Regions from separate parts of the Sus scrofa genome. Here region 1 is linked to region 2. The links are chromatin contacts, called in public HiChIP or PLAC-seq maps. All regions are on one chromosome and are shown on one strand. The core of a region is the stretch at or near the end of the contact, and the rest is flanking DNA. Distances in the headings are between cores, read along the strand shown.

Region 1 (4,288 bases), core at 850-3,349, 130 kb after region 2:
CGCACGGCTCTTTGCTTTGAAGGATGAACGGAAGCCAGGGGCTCAGTTTGACAAGCGCTCTGCGGGGAAATGGTGGGATGCTGTTGTGGGCTGCAGGAAGCTCTTCTCCTGCCCAGATGATGGATGTGATGGGCCTCTTCAAAGGAGGCAGCCAGATGCTGGCTGCTTTTCTGGTTTTAGCTTTCAGTGGTGGGGTTCAGCTGGAAAGCCCTGGTGAGTATTTCATGCAAACCCAAGGAGGGCCAGAGGCACCTTGCCTGAGCTCAGAGTCCTCAATGTCACAGACCTCAGGGAGGCAGCCCTGGGATTTCTGCCTGCCGAGGGCAAGGCTGAGGAGGGGCGGGGCTGAGCTGGCAGCTGAAAGCCATGGGGTAGAGGATGCACTCTTCAGCCTCAGAGGAACTGACCTTGAGGCTGGCGCACTGGACAGAGTGACCAGGAGAGAGCCCCCTGCCTCCTGTGCCTCTTCAAATGTCGAGAGCTAAGTGGTCTCGGGAGCACCAAGGTCACCAGGACCTATTTCTACGTTGACTGATTGGTGTTATCTCCCTTCTTGGCAGAGATGTTTGAGAGCTAATTGGACCCAGAGCCCTAAGCGAGGTTTGCCTTCACTTTCCGAATTAAACCCGAATGCTTCCGTATTAGGTACTCAGGTCTCTGCAGTTCGTCCCCTGCCCACCTTTTCTGCCACATCTTTTGACCCTGTCCGGCATGTATAGCCCCATCAAGTCACACTGAACTATTTGCAGGTTTCCAGGGCATTGTGTACCCCCGTGCCTCTCCGTTTCTGCCCATGCTGTTCCCTCTCCCCGGAGCACACCCTTCCCTTCCCCAATGCCAGAGGCCACTGGCCTTCCAGAGGGCTTGTGTGTTTCACCTTTTCTAGAGAGCTTTGCCTGATGCTCCCCACCCCAGAGGAGGGCGTGCTGCGCAAATCGCAGCAGTTACCATATTGGATGGTGGGGCTTTGCTCCCCCGTCTCCCTGACTGACAAGAAAACTTCTTCTGGGGTTTCCCAGAACTCAGCACAGCGCCTATACACATAGTTAGCCCTGTGTATTTGTTTAATTGCTCATGGCCTACGACTCCCTTCCCTCGCTAGAATTAAAGCTCCACAAGAGCAAGGATCTTGCCTTCCTTGTTCACTGCTAAGCCCCAGGGTCCAGCACATAGTGGGCCTGCAATAAATATTTGTTGAATGAATGCATGGGAGTTAGGGACTGTGATTCACCTTTTGGCTCTTCCCCTGAGCGCCCTGGTGGCCACGTGTAAGTTACTCAGCCTGTCTTGGCTGGTGTGGTGGGACTCGTGGGGGACCGGAGCATTGCCCTGAGGCACCGGTTCAAGCCTTCAGGGTCTAGGGTCTTATTCCAGCCTCTGCTGCTGTGGCCAGTTCTGGGAACTGTTCTCAGCCTTGTGCATATGCAGCCCAGAAATACAGAGGAGTAAATCCCTGTGGGAAAACTCTTGGCCAGCTGATACATGCTTTCCCCTTTTCTTCCCGCGGATGACTTTGAAATACATTTCAAAGTGTCCTCCGAGGGTCCCGTAGGACTGGTCAGCCAGTCAGCCTTTATGGACAGCTTCATAGTCACTAGTGAGTGTACCGGCACTCCTTCCTGCCCTGTTTTTGCCTCCCTGGGTCACTTCCCAAATATACTACTCATATGTAGTCTGGCTCTGCTTTGGGGGGAGCCCGGGTGAAGACAGCCAGGGTCCGCTCGTGGCTCTGCTGCTCACCAGTTTTGTCTTTGGGTCCAACCACTTCACCTCTCTGCTTCTGTTGCCTCTGAAAACAGAAGCTGAAAAAGGGGTGTCATAACAACCCACAAGGTTTATAATATCGGATCATCTATGTGCGAGCGTCTGCATTAGCCCCTGCATATACCAGGCACACACCAAAGCGTCCTTTCTTGTCCTCCTGCCTGTGTTTGTTAAAACGCAGGTCTGGGAAGCCTGCTTGGCCTCCTGAGGGGTGAGGCCTTGTGAAGAAATGTTGCTGAGCGGGATCCCTGCTCTGGTGGGAAGGCCAGAGCAGAGGAGCAAAGGGTGACGAGGCCGGGTGACTCAGGCCTTTGGCAATGGGGCCATTCTTTGGAGCATTCTGTAAACATGGGTCAAGGGAGTCTTGCAACAGGCCCCACAAGTGGAAGGCTGGAAGAGGCCAGGGTGTGGAGGCAGGGAGGGGCCCAGCATGTGGCTCACAGGGCCAGAGGTGGTGCATCCGAGATGCTCTTCTGGTGCAAGTGAGAGGCCATCAGCCAGGGTAGTGACTTCCCTGTCCCCCACTTGCCAACCTGTCCACCCTACACCCTCTCCCAGATGACAGCTTTTGACTGCAGAGAAGAATCCCAGCATTTTTCAGCCTTCCTCTCTGCCTTCCACCCCATGTTTCCCTCCAAATACGTTGAGTTCCAAAGCAATGGAAACTCATTACTGGCCCTATTATAGCCGATAAAAGACAGTTTTTTATTTTTTTGTTTTTGTCTTTTTAAGGATGCACCCACGACATATGGAAGTTCCCAGGCTGGAGGTCAAATCAGATCTACGGCTGCCGGCCTATGCCACAGCCACAGCCGTGCCAGATCCAAGCCACGCCTGCGACCTACACCACAGCTCACAGCAACGCAGGATCCTTGACCCACTGAGCAGGGCCAGGGATTGAACCTGCGTCCTCATGGGTACTAGTTGGGTTCGTTACTGCTGAGCCACAATGGAAACTCCTCGGGGGCAGGAAATCTGCCTGGATGCTGCCCCTTAACTTATCCACTACCTGCCCCCTCAGCCTACAGTTAAGGCAGGTCCTGGTCACATCAAGCCCCTTGGCTACTGGGAAGCTCTTTGGGAAATGACTCAGGAGGTGCTGGCTCAGCTTTCTTGGCCTTTTGTCCTTACCTCTTTGAGCCATAGGGCATCTGCTTCCCACCCTCCCTGGCAGTCCTGTGCCCTGAGAGCCACACCCACTGGTGTGCAGAAGGACTGTCTCTCTCCTCCCAGGTCTCCTGACCCCAGGGGACCAATGAGGGATGGGAGGTTGGGGCCAGGCAGAAAGTCTGGATGCCACCTTCACCACAGGGGTGGCCTCTTCTCCCACAGCCACCCCCTCCACTTCCCCAGGGACTAGATTCCCACTCTTCTGGAAATCTGGCAGTTTTCTGGCTCTGGCTGAGCCCTCTGGAGGAGCCCAGGAGGGGAGAGGGCCAATCGCCAGCAGAAGACAGTGGCCGCAGGGGCTTGTGCTGTCTTTGCCTCCTCCCTGTCCCTGTCTTTTGGGCCCCCACCCCCTCCTGGCCAGTGAGTCATGCTCTCTGGACTCCGTACTGTGCCCCACCTTATGGTCAGGTGGTTGGGTATGCTTAGAGACCCTCGGCTCAGCTCACTCGGTGGTCCCCCACACCCAAGAGTAGAAGGGAGAGAGAGAGAGAGAGAGAGAGAGAGACAGCAAGGAGAAAATTGTCAATAAATCGCCAGGGCATTTCACCTCCAGGCTCTGATTCCCAAATTGCTACACTAACGGCGGCGTGAGCATCTAAATCATCACCCCTGTGTACACCACCTGTGTGTGGCGGATCCCAAGGTGGGTGGCTGGTCCTCAGTCCTGTGCCTTCCCAGCCCCATCCCTCCCCTCCACGTTCCCCAATCCTCTCCACACTCCAGACCCGAGTGGCTGACCGCAGATGGTATGAGTCATGGCTTTTACGACAGGGGTTCTCAAAGTGTGGGTTCTGGACCCGTGGCATTGGCGTCACTTGGGAACTTGACATGCAGACTCCCAGGCTCTCCCTGGACCTACTGCATCAGAAACCCTCGGGCTGGGACTCAGCGATCTGAGCTTATCAGCGGCGCACCCCCCCCCCCCCCCCGTGATTCAGTTGTCCTCTGAAGTTTGAGAATCACTGTCTGATCACCCTGTTTGCAATAGTCTGAGCAGAGAAACCCCCGTCTGGAGCGGGGAGGCTGAGGTGGGAGCAGCTGACTGCTCTCCAAGCCAGGCTTCCCGGTGAACACCCTATATATAGCTCATGGAAGGTGCTGGAGGCCTCTACCCACTGACAACAGCCCCAGAGGCAGCCAGGAATGTGGGCACTGCTCCCTGTGTTTCTCCCACTGGGAGTGGGAACCACCAGAGGGGTGGAAGATCTCTTTCCCCAAGGCCTGGAGAAGCTGGGAGAGGGGCTGGGAGGGGAGCCAGGGGATGCGGCGTCTCCTTGAGGATGGTGTTCAGGGCCAGTGACTCGCGTGAGGAAGCATGTTAGCTCAGAGTTGAAATGCCCAGGTGGTTCTGTGT
Region 2 (4,094 bases), core at 1,301-3,800:
TCAATCCGCGTGCTGAGGCAGAGGCCTGTGCCACGGTGACCCAGAGGTGCCTTTGCCCTCACGGTCACCCCCTTGGAAACCCTGAACCGCCCCCGGGGGGTGGCTGGGAATGTGGCACACAAAGCTGCTTTGTCTGCTGAAAATGAACGCGGTGGCACGTAACCCCTTGGGCTGTGGCAGGGCTTCTGTGATCGGCCCTCCTAGGAGAGGAGGAGCCCGTGTGTGAATTCTGTTTACGGATGTTCATTTATGCAGAACCGGGGAGAAGAATATGGGTCCCCTGCCCTGACCAGGCCTGAGGTGGTGTCAGCGTCTTCCTGCACCTTTCTTGGCAGGGGGAGGAGAGAAGTTCCCAGGGGTCCTCTGGGTGGTCCCTGAGCATCTCCTCACTCCTGGGTCCCCTCCCTCCAACTCCAGGACCAAAGAAAGTGCCTGGCATATTGGCCTCGAGCCTGCCTTTTTCAGTCTCATTTCTCCCAGCTGCCATTGGACGACACCTTTGCTCTTTTTTCCAGAAATGGGCAGAGCATCTTGGAGTAACAGCCTTACAGCCATTGACCATAGCGTCCAAACCAAAAATTGGCACATGTGGTCTGGTGTGAGCACATCTGGGAGATGTTATCTAGTAGCCAGAATATTAAGAGTTTCTGGGAAGTCTTTGTGACGTGTAGGTTGAAGGGAAACCATGAAACGGAGACCTCTTTCTGGTCAGCCCTGCCCTGCCCCCACTGCCCTGCCCTCTGCCTCTGTCTTCCTGCAGGCTGCAGCTGATGCCAGGCTGTCCCCAGCCACAAGCTGTCTGCCCAGACTCCCTGAGGGTAGCCGTGGGTGGGCCACTGGCGGGGAGACGGCGGGGCAGGCGCAGGGGGGTGGGCTGTCCCACCTGGGCGCTTCCCACTCACGAAGGATTGGGACTGTCTGGGAGTAGATGGTTGTGTGTGTGTCTTAAATTATTAAAAAAGCAAGCTTCAAACTTCTCCCACTCTGCATTGCTAAATTCTGGGCTGATTGCTCCCTCTACCTTCACTAGGCAGGCAGGGGCCTGGGCGGGAGGGACACGGGCACAGAGGTGGGCTGTTGGCATGACAGAGCGGGAGGGCTGGGGAGACAGCCAGGAGGACGCAGATGCCTCCAGAGGTCACCCCTTGGCTGGGAAAGGAGCCCTGGGGAAGGTGCATTTAGGAGCAGGAGCCAGAACGGAGCTAAGAAGCCCTGGAGAGGGGCAGCCGGGCTGCAGGAGGACCGGAGCAACTGGCTGAGTGCAGGCTGTGGTGAAAGCAGCAGAGGCAGAGGAAAGTGAGTGTTGCTGCAGCTCTCAGCAGACAAGGTCGCTGAAGAAGGCATGTTGGCCGAGGGAAAGGGGATAGGGAAGGGCTCGGGCAGTCCTGGGGAAGGTGTGTGTGCCCCCCCTTGGCCTTGCCAGCAGGAGCCAGTCAAAATCCCTCTTCACTGTCTCTTTACTGCTGCTCCCAGAGCACCCCTGCCACTGCAGGATGGGGAGGGGGCATGGGGACCACAGGGACCAGTGGAACAAGTGTGCTTCAGTCTTCAACAGGTGAAGAGGGTGCTGGGACACCTCAGACCAACCTGGGGTCCCCAACGCATAGAAATGGCCCCGAAGCAGATGCTACAGGAGTGGGGAAACCCTGGCGGCTCCTGCACCCCAGCTCGTGGCCTTGTGGTCATACACCTTTGGGGAAATTTCATGTTGAAAAACGTTTCTAGGGGCCAGTGGCACCTCTCTTTTCTCAGGCTGGAGAGTTTAATGAGCCCCAGCGGGGAAGAAAGGGAAGCGAAGGCAGGGCTCAGGCAGGGAAAGGTCTCGGAGGAGTGCTGAGCAGCTGCACCTGCTGCCTCCGAGGGGCTGCACCTGCTACTTCCCAGGGCCAGGCTCCGGCTCTTGACACAACTTATTTCCTCCCAAAAATAGTCCTGCCAGGGATGTTCTGTTTACTGTCTTCAGCCACACAGAGGGAGAACCAAGCTCAGCCACAATGATGGAGCCCTCTGACTGGGGGCACACGCTTCCTACTGCAGCCTTCGCCCCCTTTCCAGAAAAGGCTTGATGGAAGGGGAAGGGAGGGGGGCACTCTGGGCTGTGTGTGAAGTCCACCTGCCTTGCTCTCCTTGCCAGGATGGTGCTCCTATCTGGGGTCAAGCGATGCTGGCCCCCAACTTCTGTGGGTGGGAAGAGACTTTGATTTGTCCAGCCTCCGGTTGGACCCTCCCCATCTGCTCTGCCTGGGCAGCTACTGCCCTAGAAAGCTGGATCCAGCCCGGCCTGACCTCCCACAGGCCCGTCAGAACCCTTTCACTTAGGACCTAATGTGTTAACTAGGAGCCAGGCCACGTGCCAGGCAGGAGGTCGGGGAGATGAGAAAGATGGGCTCTGCTTGATGGGGCCCGAGGCTGCGGAGATGCGCAGACGGAGCACCTGGCCTGGTGGTGCACCTGGAGGCCCGCTCAGGCCTGGGCGCGAGCCTGAGGGTGATCAGTGATTAGCTGGGGGAGGCGCCGGGGGAGGAAGTGCGCCCACGCACGCTTTTTAAAAGGAGGAACTTTCAGGAAGAGGAAGGTCTTTCAGGCGCAGAGGAAAAAGAGCTGGTGCAAAGGTGTGGAAGTCTCTGCGTCTGCCCCCTGCCCCTCCACGGATGGTGCGCTGGTTCGCGCTGTGTCCAGACGTCGCCTCACACAGGTAAGCATTTACCACTGCGACCTCACAGAAGAGAAAGTGGCCCTAACTTGCGCCTCGGGCATGTCGCTCTCCTTAGGACGACGGGAGCGGGGCGGGAGGGCGAGTTCTGCAGCGGAAGCCGCAGGCCCTGAGCTCGCGGCGAGGCCTGGGCGGGAAGGGCGCCGACTTTGAACGTGGAGAAGCGCCTCTTGCCGGTGGTGGAGGGCAGGTGGGAGGCGAGAGCGCGTCTGCTGCGCAGGGGGCGGCGGGGCGCCCCCGCAGGGGGACCGAGGTCCGTCGCGGGCCAGCGGCGGGTGACTGCGCGGGCAACTACCGGGCGCCCAGCGCGCCCTCCGGGCGAGGCCGCTGCGTTTCTCGGGCGTGGCCGGCAAGTCGGGCCAGCCGGGTGGGCCCCGCGAGGCCGCGCCGTCCCCGCCCCGAGGCCGCCCCAGAGGCCCCGCCGCGCCGCCGGCAGGAGGCTGGGCCGGGCCAGGCCGCGCTCCAGGCTGCCTGCTTTGGTCCACGGGGCAGCGGATGGGCCCGGGCGACGTTCAGCGGGACGCGGTCGCCCTTAGAGCCTGCAGTTTGACGGCACTGGGTTCGTGGGGGTTACACGCGCCCACCCCGCACAGGCAAGACGCTAGGGGGGCGCCGGAGGCCGGGAGGGCAAGGACCCTCGCTTTTGCCTCGAGGAGTGCACGGCTGCTGGCGGGGGCCTCCTGGAGGGCTGGGCGGAGAGCGGGGCCCGGCTAAAAGGCGCAGGTGGCGGCGGCGCGCCGGGCGCGGCGGGGGGCACGAGCTGGAGCCAGCGGGGGAGGAGGGGGCGACCGAGGCGACGCAGGGACCTGCGCGCGTGGCAGGGAGCGGGAATGGGACGCTGTGTGCGCAGTGTCCCCAGGGCTCTTGCATGGAGGAACCGTAGGCAGCGTTGGAATTTGGGAAACCAAGGTGAACCCGGGGATTCAGGGACTTGAAGCCGCTGCTCCGTGTCCCATCCTGCTCTGCCTGTTCCACAAACATTCCAGAGCCCTGCTGGGGACAGTAAGGTCACAGTCCCGAATCTGCGAGGGAGGGACTACTTATCTCTGGTTACAAACTAGGATTGTGAGGCTCAGAGGTTAAATTACTTATCCAAGGTCACGCAGCTAGTAACTGGGGGAGGCAGGATTTGGACCCGCCCTCTAGGACTCCCAGCCTCTATCCACCCTCCTGGAACCCTGTGGGGCTCACCTCCTTCAGAGGCCCTGAGCACCCCACTGTTGGCCCCCAGTGCCCATGACCAGCTCAGGTGCCACTCTGACCTTCACCTGGGCAGGCGTGGGGGAAGGCCAAGATCTTTTTCCAGGACAGTGTTTACTAATAGCAGGCACAACCACTATGGGTCATGAAATCTTTTAAAGAAAGACCAGCTTTGAAAAAA

The links. HiChIP or PLAC-seq counts read pairs in DNA pulled down with a chosen protein or histone mark.
Region 1: an H3K27ac HiChIP or PLAC-seq map of alveolar macrophages shows a contact between it and region 2. The contact joins two enhancer-like sites. A contact is called at or near these places in 2 of 2 datasets of contacts at active chromatin or transcription factors (alveolar macrophages and skeletal muscle).

Annotation. Positions count from the first base shown.
Region 1 is chr9:122,655,407-122,659,694 of Sscrofa11.1, forward strand. No RefSeq gene overlaps it. Among named protein-coding and RNA genes, the nearest start is that of IER5, 24 kb to the left of the region's middle. Within about 2 kb of position 2,100, at least 24 of the 83 cell types and tissues checked have an H3K27ac peak or open chromatin away from gene starts, as enhancers often do. A contact at or near this core is called in alveolar macrophages, where this site is marked.
Region 2 is chr9:122,522,096-122,526,189 of Sscrofa11.1, forward strand. It overlaps KIAA1614, which reads left to right. Exons shown (of 10, transcript XM_021063756.1): 10 at 1-977. The coding sequence ends at 39. Among named protein-coding and RNA genes, the nearest start is that of KIAA1614, 40 kb to the left of the region's middle. Within about 2 kb of position 2,551, at least 20 of the 83 cell types and tissues checked have an H3K27ac peak or open chromatin away from gene starts, as enhancers often do. A contact at or near this core is called in alveolar macrophages, where this site is marked.